2 separate regions of the Sus scrofa genome follow, and region 1 is linked to region 2. A link is a contact called in public HiChIP or PLAC-seq data. All regions are on one chromosome and are shown on one strand. Each heading gives the region's core, a stretch centred on a gene start, on an enhancer-like site or on the middle of the called end of the contact. The rest is flanking DNA. Distances are from core to core; before and after follow the strand shown.

Evidence for each region. HiChIP or PLAC-seq counts read pairs in DNA pulled down with a chosen protein or histone mark.
Region 1: an H3K27ac HiChIP or PLAC-seq map of alveolar macrophages shows a contact between it and region 2. The contact joins two enhancer-like sites.

Annotation. Positions count from the first base shown.
Region 1 is chr12:3,644,736-3,651,412 of Sscrofa11.1, reverse strand. It overlaps SOCS3 (suppressor of cytokine signaling 3), which reads right to left. Exons shown (of 1, transcript NM_001123196.1): 1 at 6,005-6,677. The coding sequence ends at 6,005. Among named protein-coding and RNA genes, the nearest start is that of SOCS3, 3.4 kb to the right of the region's middle. Within about 2 kb of position 1,617, at least 59 of the 83 cell types and tissues checked have an H3K27ac peak or open chromatin away from gene starts, as enhancers often do. A contact at or near this core is called in alveolar macrophages, where this site is marked.
Region 2 is chr12:3,378,151-3,384,462 of Sscrofa11.1, reverse strand. All of the region lies in intron 1 of CYTH1 (cytohesin-1), which reads right to left. Among named protein-coding and RNA genes, the nearest start is that of CYTH1, 25 kb to the right of the region's middle. Within about 2 kb of position 4,877, at least 23 of the 83 cell types and tissues checked have an H3K27ac peak or open chromatin away from gene starts, as enhancers often do. A contact at or near this core is called in alveolar macrophages, where this site is marked.

The DNA.
Region 1 (6,677 bases), core at 368-2,867, 270 kb before region 2:
CCCACTTCTGGGAACAGCTCCCCATCCCCCTCCTCGCACCAGCTTCCACAGGCAATCCTCATGACAGAGGGTCAGGCTAACCCAGGGTTTCACAAATGCCTGGCCTGTTCCCAGCACAGCACAGCTGGGAGGGCTCAGCCTTGGGGGGAAGGCGCACTCTCCTCCTCTCTGGCCTGCTGTCCTGTCCGGGGCCCAGGGCCCAGGGGCTGGAGCCCAGCAGAGGGAAGGGCTGCACTTGTCTGCACTTGCTGCAGTGTGGGCGGCGGACCTGGGCCTTCCCTCTCTGCTGATTTCCAGCTCCAGCTTAGTCAAGGTTCAAGGAGGAAATTCCCTGACCCAGGAAGAAAGGAACATCCAGGCTTGTCTTCCCCGAAGGCAGGAGCAGCTAGTGGTCTGAGAGTCACCTAAGGAGGGGGTCAAGGGTTCAGATTCCCAGCTATCCTTGGGGGCTTTTGGGCTATTATTTTTTTTGGCTGCACCCTTGGCATGCAGAAGGTCCCAGGCCAAGGGTCGAACCTGTGCCTCGGCAATGACAACGCTGGATCTTTTAACTGCTAGACCACCGGGGAACTCCCCATCCCTGGGGCTTCAGATTCAGGGGAGCTGGGTGGGAGTCCAGGAGTCAGTCATTTCGTCCGCCCCCTGGGGGCCCACAGGTGGCTCTGTGGCTTTCAGGAGACGCCTGGGCGGGGGGGGGGGGGGGGGGGGGGGGAGTTAATCGGAAAGAGCCCTGGATTCTCAGGTAGGGCCTCCAGGTCTCTCTGAGGACATGACCCTGGAAGAACTCCCCTTGTAACCCAGACCTCCGTTTCTCCTTCTCTGAAATGCAAGAGTGATTGACTGTCCTGGTTTGCCAGACATTTAGGGCCACTAACCGAGGACAAGCCGGTCACCGGACCTGAGGGTGAGACGGATCGTGGATGTTCCAGGTACTGGAGAGGTGACGTGAAGATGCATGTTTGCTGCACCAACAGCAGTTGATGGGTCATCTTATTTACAGTTTTACCAGCGTCTGTCCCTGCCACTAAATTGCCGGAGAGCAGGAGCAGGGCCTTGTCTTGTTCGCCCTCAATCCCCTGATACTCGGTTCTCGCTGAGTAAATGAATGAATGAGTGAGTGAATGAGTGAGGGAGAGGCAGGGGCTGTGGGACTCCAAGGACAGAGGTACGTGGCGGGGGGAGGGGCTGCCGGCCTGGAGGGGACTCTGGGCTCCCTTAGGACGAGAAAACTTGATCCACTCGTGGCCAGCAAAGAGTCTAAGCTTTCTGAGCAGTTTCCCCTCCGAGGGGCCAGCGACCCCCAGGGACGAAGGACTCCCTCCCCCTCTCCCTCCCTCCTCCCCCCACCCCCCCCACGAGCCCCGGGCGCGCCGGTCCACCCTCTCTCCTCCCTCTCCCGCCCCCCACCCCAGGGAGGTGCGCCTGGCAGCCTCCCGGCCGAATTTCCTGGCACTCGGCTGAGAATAAACAGCACTCTGCGCCTGTAATCCCGTTGCCATGGCGACCGCTCCGCGGGCGGCGGGGGCGTGGCGGGGGCGTGGCGAGGCGGGGCCGGCCCTCCGCGCGCACGCTCGGCTGGGCGGCGGCGGCGCCTGGGGCCCGGGAGGTGCCACCCGCGCGGCTCCGCGCGGACATTCTTCGCATAGCTCCGCCAGGGCTCCCGCGGTGTCCGGGAAGTGACTCTTCCTGGCAGAGGCCGGCCTCGGAGCGGCGCGCCCGCCCGGGGGCCGCTTAAACGGGAGCGGCCGGGACGCGGCTCGGGAAGGTGCGCCGGGACTAGGCTCTTCCCACTTCGGTGTCCTTCTTCCCGGTCCGCCCCATGCACGTTATCCCCTACCCCGCAGACTGCTGTCTCTTCCTAGACTCCTTTTGTGGCTGTCTGCACCCCCCCACACGCCCCCACTCCCCACCCCCGGCCCGGTACCTCCTCCCAAACATCCTTACTGGCTCCTTAGACTAGGACACACGTGCCGGCTAATTTTCCATCTCCAGCTCCCCCGTCTGTGGCCTCCCGACTTCCCTCCCCCAGAGCAGGCCTTAGAGTTCCCATTCCTGGCTCTAATTCATCGAGAGGCCTGCCCAAAACAGCAGGACCGGAGAGAGGACAGGGCCTCTTGGGGATAAACTCCTGCAGCGCCAGAAGCAGGGTGATGGGGCAGAGGGCCTGGGGGCACCATCTCCCTTGGCATCGGCCAGGACACCCCCCCCCCGTGCTTTTCTTAGCCCTGCTAAGGCATGGGTGCCTGCTCGAACCACAGAGAATTGTCCCCCGTGCCCTGCAGGATGCTTCTTAGCAAATCATGGAACCAGGCACACCCCTCTTCTGGTAGCAAGGACAGAGGGTCCCCCCACGAAGTCCTGTGTCTGCCTCTGGAAGGACTTGGTTTCTGAGAAGTGCAGAAAGACTTCTGGAACAGGGGTTGGGATGAGGGGGGAGAACGAAAAAGTGCTTGTGAGCGGCGCTGTCTGAGCGATTCTCATCCTGGTGTTGAACTTGAGTAAGAAGTTGGCTTTCCTTCTCTGGGACTCAGTTTGACCTGTCTGCAGAACCAGAGGGTTGGTCTAGTCTGTGGTCTGAAAATGGACAGACCTACAAGAAGAAGGCTGGGGGGCGGGGCGCAGCGAGGGAACGGAGTCAGGGGTCGCCCTGCCTCTGCGTTGGACATTCTGGAGGTGGAGATCACTGCTCCCCACCAAGCCCTTTTGTTTTCACCCTCTGAAACTGGACACCCTGGCTAAACAGCTGCCCTCTGGGCCCAGAACAGGGCCTTGGTGTGCCCCGAGTTCCAAGGTTCCATGGAGGCTGGGTGCCAGCCAGTGCGAGCGCTCTGCTGCGTGGAAGGCAGATGGTGGCAAAGCTGGCAGGCCCTAGGGTGGGAAAGAACCTGCCAAGTTTCCCAGGCCCTCATCCTCCTGGGGGGCACTGGGGAGCCAGGCCCCACGGGGGTCCCCCCACCCCACGGGGGTCCCCCCTACGGGGGTCCCCCCCCCGCAGGAAGGTGACCTTGCCTGCGTCTGCATTCCTGGTTGCAGAAGTGGGGGTCTCTCTGGTGTGGTTCCTACGTGCTCTGTCCACTCAGCGGTCGGTCTCACGCCTGGCCGGGCCCTTTCTCGTCACTTTAGGTTATTTTCCCCCAAAGTCCAGGAAATGGGAAAGAAAAACGACTTTGTTTATTTACTCTCAGCTGCCTTTTGGACTGGAGCAGCTTATCGGGGGCCCAGAAGAGGGCTCTGGCATTTGTTTCAGGCATCCGAGGCTCAGAGGCGGGGAGGGGGCCCTGACTTGGGGCAAACACTCGTCTCTCCAGCTGTCAGGTCTGGGGGCTTGGAGGCGGGAGAAGCATGAGAGGGAAGCGTTATGGAGAAGGCGCAGAACCCTAGCCCCGAGTGTGGAGGGTGTGTGTGGCGGGGTGGCGGGTGTGGGGGTCACCAACCTCTTGGCTTTGCGGAGGGGTTGGGGGCGGGGAGACCCACCTAGGGGCCACCCTAGGGCGTACTTAGTCTTATATAGGGAGGCGGAGAGTTAGTTCAGGGGCTTTGGAAAAGTCAAAGGCTGCTGGGTTCCTAGCCTGTGTCTCTCCCTCATTCCCAAGTGGTGTGTCCCTGGGCCGTTGCTTAACCTCCGTGAACCTGAGAGGCTGTCCCCACTCAGCCAACAAATATTTACTGAGCACCCGTTCTAGGCATCGCAAGTGACCGGTCCAACTTCCCGCTCCCATGGAGCACACGATTGTGTCTGAAAATATGGGGTGATAACACCAGCCTCCTGGCGATGGCTGCCAAGGTTAACCCAGGCGGCCTCCAAGTGCCCACAGGTGGGGAGTCACTGAAAAGAGGTAAAGAGACGGGGGTGGGTGGGTGGGGGCTCTTACTGGGAGGCAGGTGGCCCCAGGCACCGCTCAGGCTGGGGCTCCTGGGGGTGGGGGAGGGGGGTTACCCCCGAGACTGCCCCTCCCCCCCACCTCCATTGCACCGGACCGGGCCGAGGTCAGGGGTCACCACCGGGACCCTGTAGTCTGGGCTTTCTCGGAACACGTCCCTGGCCACGGAGCCCAGCGCCTCTAATAGCTTGGAGCCTCTAAAAGCTTTGACCACAGCTCAGCTTATACTCCCTGCAAACCCTTTGAAGCGCTTCCTTCGAACTTGCTTTGCATATTCTGGTCAGATCTGAATCAGACTAGCAGGAATTACCCCTCTCGGTAGAGTCTAGGTGGCTGCCTTAGCTTGTCGGTGACGTGAAGCCGAGTTGGATTCCATCACGAGGCGCACCGGGGCAGCGAGGGGGCAGAGCCGTCCCCCTCGGTGTGGCTCCTCTTCCTCCCTCGGATGCACAGTGTGGGGGTGGGTGCAGGAGAGAACAAGGCAGGAGGGGGCGCAAAAAGGCTCAAGGCAGGTTCTTCATTAAAAAATAGTGCTCTTTATTATAAATTACTGAAATGTTTCTTCTTTGAATATAAATATAAATATGTGCAAAGTTTGACTTGGATTGGTATTTCGTTGAGTTTTTCAAGCATCTCCTAACAGCCTCGAGGGCCTGGGTGGGGGGGAGGGGAGAGGACTGGAGGTGGAATCTTTATAAAAGACAGAGTGATTGAGGCAGATTGTAAACATTATTAAAAAACACAAACAAAACCCAAACAAAATAACAGAAAAAAAAAGAAACCACCCCAACACACAGCTGCCCCATCCAGCCCAATACCTGACACAGAAACCTTTTTGTTTGTTTAGTTTTCCCCAAAAAAGGAACAGTTCCAGGTAATTCCATCGCCACTACATTCTTGTAGGTTTTCACTGATCAGTGCTATTGCAGAGCGGGAGCAGCTGGGTGACGGGGCCTCTGACTTCCTGCCAGCTCCCCGAGGTGAGGAGGGAGGGCTGGGCAGGGTCTGGGGGCTCTGGGGCCTGGTGGCTCTGCTCTGGCCCCCGGCACCCCTGACCGGCCAATACCAACTAGGCTGGCATCTTCCTGCGCTCATCTCTGCCCCACCAAACGGTGAGTGGCCGGTGGGCGCCACCGCGGCGAGAACCCCTTGGCCTCGGCCTGGATTGGCTGAGTGTGTGGCTTCTTGTGTGCCAGTCCCTATCCATGGGATAGGGAGCATTTAAGGCGAATCTCCTAGCCAGACATAGTCAGGAGGCACAAAATAGAACACCCATCTTCTCTGTCCGGGGTCTGGGGTCAAAGGTGGCTCATCTCCTCCATCTTCCCCACCCCCCAGGTGCTGGAAGGTACAGCCTGGGTGGGGAAAGAAGAACAATGGACCAGCCCGCTCTCCCCTCCACACGCCACTTCCCCCTTAAAACAGGGGAGGGCCCTGGGCTCTCCAGCACTCGATGGACTCTGGGACCTGTATTTTTGGTGGCTGTCCCAAGGGGGAGGGGGACGGGGAGCAGAAAGGTCCCCTTGGGGGTCACCCCTTGCCCTTCTCCCCAGAGCCAGGGATGGAGCATGCCGCCGCCACCCTCCTCACCTGGGCCGGGGCGGGTGCGAGGGGCCAGGTCCCTGGCCAGCCTGCAGCCCCGGGCCCCCGAGGCGCCCTCTCTCTCGTCCACCCTTTTCCAGGCCCAAGACCTGCTCAGGTTGAAAGCTGTTTTAAACCAAATCAAAGAGCCAGCACGTTCCGTTGGAAAGTTCGAAGATTCCCGGCAGTTCTCACGAGTTCAGCACTCCCGCAGTGTCCCCTGTTTGCGAGCGCAGGGGGTGGAGGAAGCGGAGAGGAGAATCCGCTGCGGAGGCTGCTGTGGTCCCCCTGGGCCCGCCGGCTCCTCCGGAGAAGCTGGAGCGGGGGAGGGGCGCGCGAGTGGCTCTCCCCCTCCCCTCAAACACCTTCCAGGTCCCCACGGCCCTGTTCTGCTGTGGGGGGGAGCGCGGAGGGAGGGGCCTGTCCGTCCCCTGGCTCACCCAGAGCTACAGGACTCTCACGCCTGGATTCTTGTGCTTGTGCCATGTGCCACGGAGGAGAGGGGACCCTGGCCCCTCGCCCCGACCTCTGCCCTTTGCTCCTTAAAGTGGGGCATCGTACTGGTCCAGGAACTCCCGAATGGGCCCAGGCAGCTGGGTGACTTTCTCATAGGAGTCCAGGTGGCCGTTGACTGTTTTCCGACAGAGATGCTGGAGAGTGGCCACGTTGGAGGAGAGGGGCCGGCTCAACACCAGAGGGATCTTCTCGCCCCCGGAGTAGATGTAATAGGCTCTTCTAGGGGGGCCCCCCGGGAGCGGCTGGGCGGGCGGCTGCTCGGGCACCTCGGAGGAGGGCGACGAGGAGGGTTCAGTCGGAGGCGAGGAGAAGGAGGGGGCGCCGGAGGGTGGCATGTAGTGATGCACCAGCTTGAGCACGCAGTCGAAGCGGGGCACGGGCTGCGTGCTGCGGGGGTCACTCTGCAGCGAGAAGCTGCCCCCCTCGCACTGGATGCGCAGGTTCTTGGTCCCCGACTGGGTCTTGACGCTGAGCGTGAAGAAGTGTCGCTGGTCCGAGCTGTCGCGGATGAGGAAGGTGCCCGCGGGCTCGGCGCTAAGCAGCAGGTTCGCCTCGCCGCCGGTCACGGCGCTCCAGTAGAAGCCGCTCTCCTGCAGCTTGCGCACTGCGTTCACCACCAGCTGGTACTCGCTCTTGGAGCTGAAGGTCTTGAGGCGCAGGCTGGTGTCCAGGGGGCGGCTCATCCCGGCGGCGGGAAAC
Region 2 (6,312 bases), core at 3,628-6,127:
TCTGAGCCTTTTGGGTTTTTCATCCTGGAAACGAAGACACTTCCCCATTTCATCGGGCTGTCGTCAAAGTGCTTAAAACAGTGCAGGCATCTCGTAAGCACTTAATATATGTTCGCTACTATGAGGAACTAAATGTGCCTACAAACACCGAAGCATCCAGCCAGCCATGCCCATAAAAAACACGTGAGCCGAACATGTGATGAAAAATTGCCGAGGAGCCACATTAAACAACTAAAAGGCACAACGTAAAATAACCTTAATGAAATATTTTACTTAACCCAAAATATCTAAAACATTATCATTTCAATATATAATCAATACAATACGGTGTTTCGCATTGTTTCTTTCGTACTAAGGTGTCGAAATCCAGGGTGTGTTTCCCACGTAGAACGTACTTCGAGTGCTCAGCAGTGGCTACCACACAGGACAGTGTGGGGCTAGACTAGGTCATGCCTCGGTTGTATATTCATACCACAATATCACACCTGTATTTGCAAGAAAAGTACTGAAAGAACTGAACAGCCATTCGTGACTCAAACACATCTGGCAAACTAGAAACAGGAGGAATCTTTTTTAAAAATGAGAAAAGGTATTTACAATTTATAGTCAATGTTATACATTGTGGGGAGACACAAAGCTTCTCCTTTAAGACGGGGAAAGAGGAAGGGCATTCCCTGTCATTGAGTTCACTGGTGCTGTGCTGGAGGGCTTTCCAGCCAATCCTTCTCCCTCGGGGAGCCCCAGGATAACGGGGTCCCACTGCTCCAGTGAATGGGCAAGAGAAAGGGCGCAATGATTGCAAAGACGAAGAAAAGGACACAATGGTATCACAGGTGGTTTGACCGTCCGCAGAGAAAAGGTAAAAAAAAACCACCACCACAAACCCTAAAGATCAACTGTTAGAATAATTCACAGAGCTCCTCAACGCTCTTGGTTACCAAGTCTACACAGAAAAGCACAAATGCAAACACCTGGTCGTGGCGCAGTGGTTAACGAATCCAAATAGGAACCATGGGGTTGCGGGTTCGATCCCTGCCCTTGCTCAGTGGGTTAAGGATCCGGCGTTGCCGTGAGCTGTGGTGTGGGTCGCAGACATGGCTGGGATCCCACATTGCTGTGGCTGTGGTGTAGGCCGGCGGCTACAGCTCTGATTCAACCCCTAGCCTGGGAACCTCCATGTGCCGAGGGAGCAGCCCCAGAAAAAGGCAAAACAAACAAACAAACAAAAAAACCAATGGGCAAGAGTTTAATGGGGAAAAATTCTAACGTTTTATCAGAAGACTTTAAAGAGGTCCCCTGATACCCATGGAGAGGCAAGGTGCGCTCGGGACCCAGCACACTCACGGATCCAAGGCCACTGCAAATCACAGCCCCGCCGGTCTTCCTTGTCTGTCTGCGGCATAGGACATGTGGTTCTGACAGGGACCGACCAACAGAGATGAATCCGGAGCCCAGAAAAGCCCCGTATGGATCTAAACGCCTGACATGACCGAGCTGAAAGAAGCTGCAGGCTGATTTTGTGTAAACACCGCTGGGGACGCACCCTCCGCTTGCAGACCGGGAAGCGTGAGGGCCGTCGCAGCGGCACCTGCGGCACCAACCCCGACATGGAAACCACCTAAATGTCCATGAGAACTGGAACCAATTTTTTTTAACTGTGGCATATTCAAAAGATAAAATATCACACATGCGTAAAAGTGAACTATGACTACACGAAACAACATGGATAAATCCCACGGACATAATGTGTGCACACGCGCACACACACAGCCTTTAAAATCAGAAGAAATCGTCAAAGAATTTTATGCCAAAAAGTGCTAAGGCTGTACACCAGCTACAATGAAAAAAAATATAAACCATCACATGTAAGCAGAAAGTGTGAAGGGTGGGCTGAGACGCTCTGAGATGCAGACTCAGAGCACAGACCCCCCCCACACCCCCCTTCCTAGGGAAGAAGAACGGGCTTCTGTAGACTTGGGGTCACCTGAAAACAGGAGGGACAGAGACCCAGGAAAAGGTGGTCCAACAGAGGTCATCTCCAGTGACTCCGGAGGAAGAGAAAACACAGGCCACACAGCAGGCCTGCGAGCAGCCCATCTAGGCGCGAGCAGAGACCGACGGGCCTGTCCGGGGACACACCGGGACGTGCCGAAGCAGAGCGCGAGGGCAGAGCTGCAGCATTTAGAACACGGCCGGTAATGCCAAAGGAAACCAGGCAAAAGGGAGACAAACAGGCGCACCCGGAAAGCAGCACAGCTGCAGACACCACACGGCTCCGTGGGCCCGTGCTCTGTGGGCAACAGAAAGCACACAGAGCAGGTCTGAAACTGGCCATCTAGAAGCACGAGCAGCACTTCCTGTCGTGGCTCAACGGGTTAGGGACCCAGCGTTGTCTTTGTGAGGATGTGGGTTTGATCCCTGGCCTTGCTCAGTGGGTTAAGGATCAGATGTTGCCGTGCTGTGGTATAGGTCCCAGTTGCAGCTCTGATTCGACCCCCGGCCAGGGAACTCCAAAATGCCTCAGGTGCGGGAGGAGGAGGAAGAAGAGGAGGAAGAGGAGGAAGAAGAAACAAAAATATTGTTAAGCAGGTTAAAAAAAGTCCAAAGTGGGAGTTCCTGTCGTGGCGCAGCAGAAACAAATCCAGCTAGGAACCATGAGGTTGCCGGTTCGATCCCTGGCTTCACTCAGTGGGTTAAGGTTCCCACGTTGCCGTAAGCTGTGGTGTAGGTCGCAGACATGGCTCGGATCCCGAGTTGCTGTGGCTCTGGTGTAGGCCGGCAGCTATAGCTCCGATTAGACCCCTAGCCTGGGAACCTCCACGTGCCGAGGGTGTGCCCCTAAAAAAGACAAAAAGACAAACAAAAGAAAAAGTCCAGAATGGCTGCCCCAGGAAAGGACCGCCAGGTGGGGCCGGGAACTGCTCTTCTGCATTAGAACCTTGTTGGTTATGTAACCCGTTTTCCTCTTCTCCATGACGGCAAATGTCTGTATTTGTTACTTAAAAGACCTGTTTATATATCATATAGTTTTTTTTCTTTTGGCCTTGCCTGTGGCATCCAGGCCAGGGATCTAACTCATGTCACAGCAGTGACCACACCAGACCCGTAACACACTGCGCCGTAAGAGAATTTCTAGATGAATTTTTAAATAAGGGGCTGAAATCAATGCAGCGCTTCCAAATACAAAAAGATCAAATGGAGTCAGTAGTGGTTACATTGAGGGTTCCACTGTGTGAAGACTTGACAATATTTGAAAATTACTTTTAATTAGTTTTTTTTTTTTTTTTTTGGTCTTTTTTGGCTATTTCTTGGGCCACTCCCGCGGCATATGGAGGTTCCCAGGCTAGAGGCTGAATCGGAGCTGTAGCCACCGGCCTACGCCAGAGCCACAGCAACGTTGGATCCGAGCCGCGTCTGCAACCTACACCACAGCTCACGGCAACGCCGGATCCTTCACCCACTGAGCGAGGCCAGGGATTGAACCCACAACTTCATGGTTCCTAGTCGGATTCGTTAACCACTGCGCCATGACGGGAACTCCTGAAAATTACTTTAACCTGAAAATGGTATCGGCATGTTGTTTCCTTAAGGCAGAATTTGTCTTGATATACAAACCACACAGTTCACACTCTTAAAAAGTGTACAATTCAGTGGTTTGCAGTACACTCACAAAGTTACCTATTCATCATCCTCAGAAGATCCCCACCCCGCCCCCAGGAGCAGTCACTCTTCCTGCCTCCAGGCCAAGCCGCCGGCAGACCCCAAGCCTGTGCATCTGCCCACGGACCCTGCATGGCCTTCAGCCTCGGGTCCTTTCCCTCAGCACGGTGTTTTCGGGGTTCAAGGCACGTCGCACGCACCCCACTTCGTTCCTCTCCAAGGTGGAAGAACACTCTACCACGGGGCCGCACCCCATCCCGTCCATTCCCTCATCAGTTGACAGACCCTTGACTTCTGAGAGGAACGCGGTTACAAGCAAGCGTGGAAACTCTTATGTGGCGCATGGTCTCTTAGGCTATGCATGTGCATCACTGTGACAAAATAAATTTTAAGGTCGTTTTCCTTTTCCTACCTACCCCTCAGAGTCCAGCTCCAGAAACACACATTCCCCCCCTCCCGCCTCCGCCACCCCCCCCTCCCCCTCACTGTCACCCATCGCGCCCCCTGTACCGGAAACAAACTCGGACTTGTGGTAAGTTTCCCCTCTAAAGAGTTTATGATTCTATGAACCAGGACTCCCCTTCTCAAAGACGAAGAGTGTCTGCTAAAAAAGCTTTCTACGCTTTTAGGTAATCACAGGACAACCACATTAGCTGTCCCCTCGGCTCCGTACAAATTCTCACCACCCACTGAATGATCAAGGCTGGTTTCAACACTGTCCTGAGTCAAAAGGGACATGTTTAAGGATCAAACATGCCCAACAGCTCTGCAGGGGACGGTGGTGGCTAAGCCATCAGGAAAGCTCATTCTTTAACGGGATTAAAGTAATGCATCACAAGCACCAGCCATTTATGAAAAACTCAACTGATATTTCCAGCTACGATCTTTCTGGAACTTTTACTACTTAGGAGAATACAAGACTAATGGGGCGGCGGGGTGACCACATCGCCACATTGGGTGTTCTGTGCACTTCGAAACCAAATTCAATGAACAACTTTTAGAAATAATGGCCAGCCTTCAATAAACATGCGAACAGCTGACATCAGGGCTCGGGCTGTGAGCGTGTTCACGCAGGCGCAGGGAAGGAGGGGGCTGGGGAGCACGGGCACCTGCCTGCTCGCCCCCTTCTGCCGTGGGCCTCTGCTCTGATGCACAAGCACGGCTTCTCCCCTTCCTGTCTGCTCTGCTCCCTCTCTGCCTGACTAATTCTACGTCACCCCCTTTCTCTGCAAAACCACAAGACCAACGTTACAAAATCGGGGCACTCCACCCATCCTTTTACTCAGCTCGGAGAGCGAACCGAACACGTGGCAAGGAGCCAGGGCCCAGGAGCTGAAGCCGCCGCCACGCCCGCGGGAGGGGGGCGCAGACCAGAGGAGGCGGGAAGGCAGTGAGCACCCCGTGGGCGCCAGGTCCAAACTGCTTCTGGGTACCTGCCACTGATTTTAAAAACAAACTTAGCGGAAACCATGGTTTGGTCTAAAATCAAATCTCATTTAGAAGGCGTCAGTAAAATACAAGACAAATAAGAAAACTCTAAGGATCTATGTTTCAAAGGGTGTTTCTTCAAGATTTTCTCCAAGCTCGTACTTAAACTATTGTTCAGATGTATATTTTCCCTTAAAAAAACACCTCCCTTTCAGTCTCAAAACTATTCCTACCAAGTTCGGAGGCAGGTCTCAGTTTACAGAAGCCACCATCACGCAAAGAACCCCACATGCTCCCACCATACCATGAAATCCTTCTCGGCTCCCCACTCTGGGTCTGAGAAGGGACAGCTAGTCAGGTGCCCGGGGAGGGGGGCATGGGCTTCGGGGACACAGCGTGGCCCCCACGGGAGCGATGCCACGGCTCTGCTCAGGCAGCAGCAGCAGAGGTGGAGGAAAGCAGGGGCTTCAGGAGAGCGCGGAGGCAGAAAGGACGGCACTACTAACGCCTGGATGGGGACACGAGAGGAACGGAGGAATCCGGGTTTCCTCCCAACATGTGACCGCACGTCACGTGGGTGGACCTGCTGTCTCCCAGGATGGGCACGGCTGGGGCTCCACCGTGCCTAGCTGAGCGTGAGGCCCCCTGCAGATGTCCGTGGGGATGACGAGTGAAGCAGGGAGCCATCCAGGCCTAAGGCGTCAGGGGAGGAAGAGGGCTAGAGACACAGCGGGTCCTCATAAGTCAGGAAGTTATCCGGCCAGAAAGTCGCTGCTGACCGTGAACCGCCCGACGCGGAACCAGCATTCCCAGGGGAAATGCAGGACGAGGTTCCTGAGAGCCCCCGATCCCTTCTTATCAAAGGATCAACCCATAAGCTGGTTTCACGTGTGTCTCTGTCTCGGGTCACCCCACTGGCGCTGAACTCGCGCCTGCAGGAGGCCCGTCTATCACGCGCGTGCTCGGCAGGGCGCACCACGGCCTTCTAGCACTTGGGAACGCCCGGCACTTCAGCACTTACTTGGGGCCATTTTATTTATTTATTTATTCATTTATTTTGTCTTTTTGCTTTTTCTAGGGCCGCTCCCGCGGCACATGGAGGTTCCCAGACTAGGGGTCCAATTGGAGCTATAGCCGCTGGCCTACGCCAGAGCCACAGCAATGCGGGATCCGAGCCATGTCTGCAACCTACACCATGGCACACGGCAACACCGGATCCCCAAC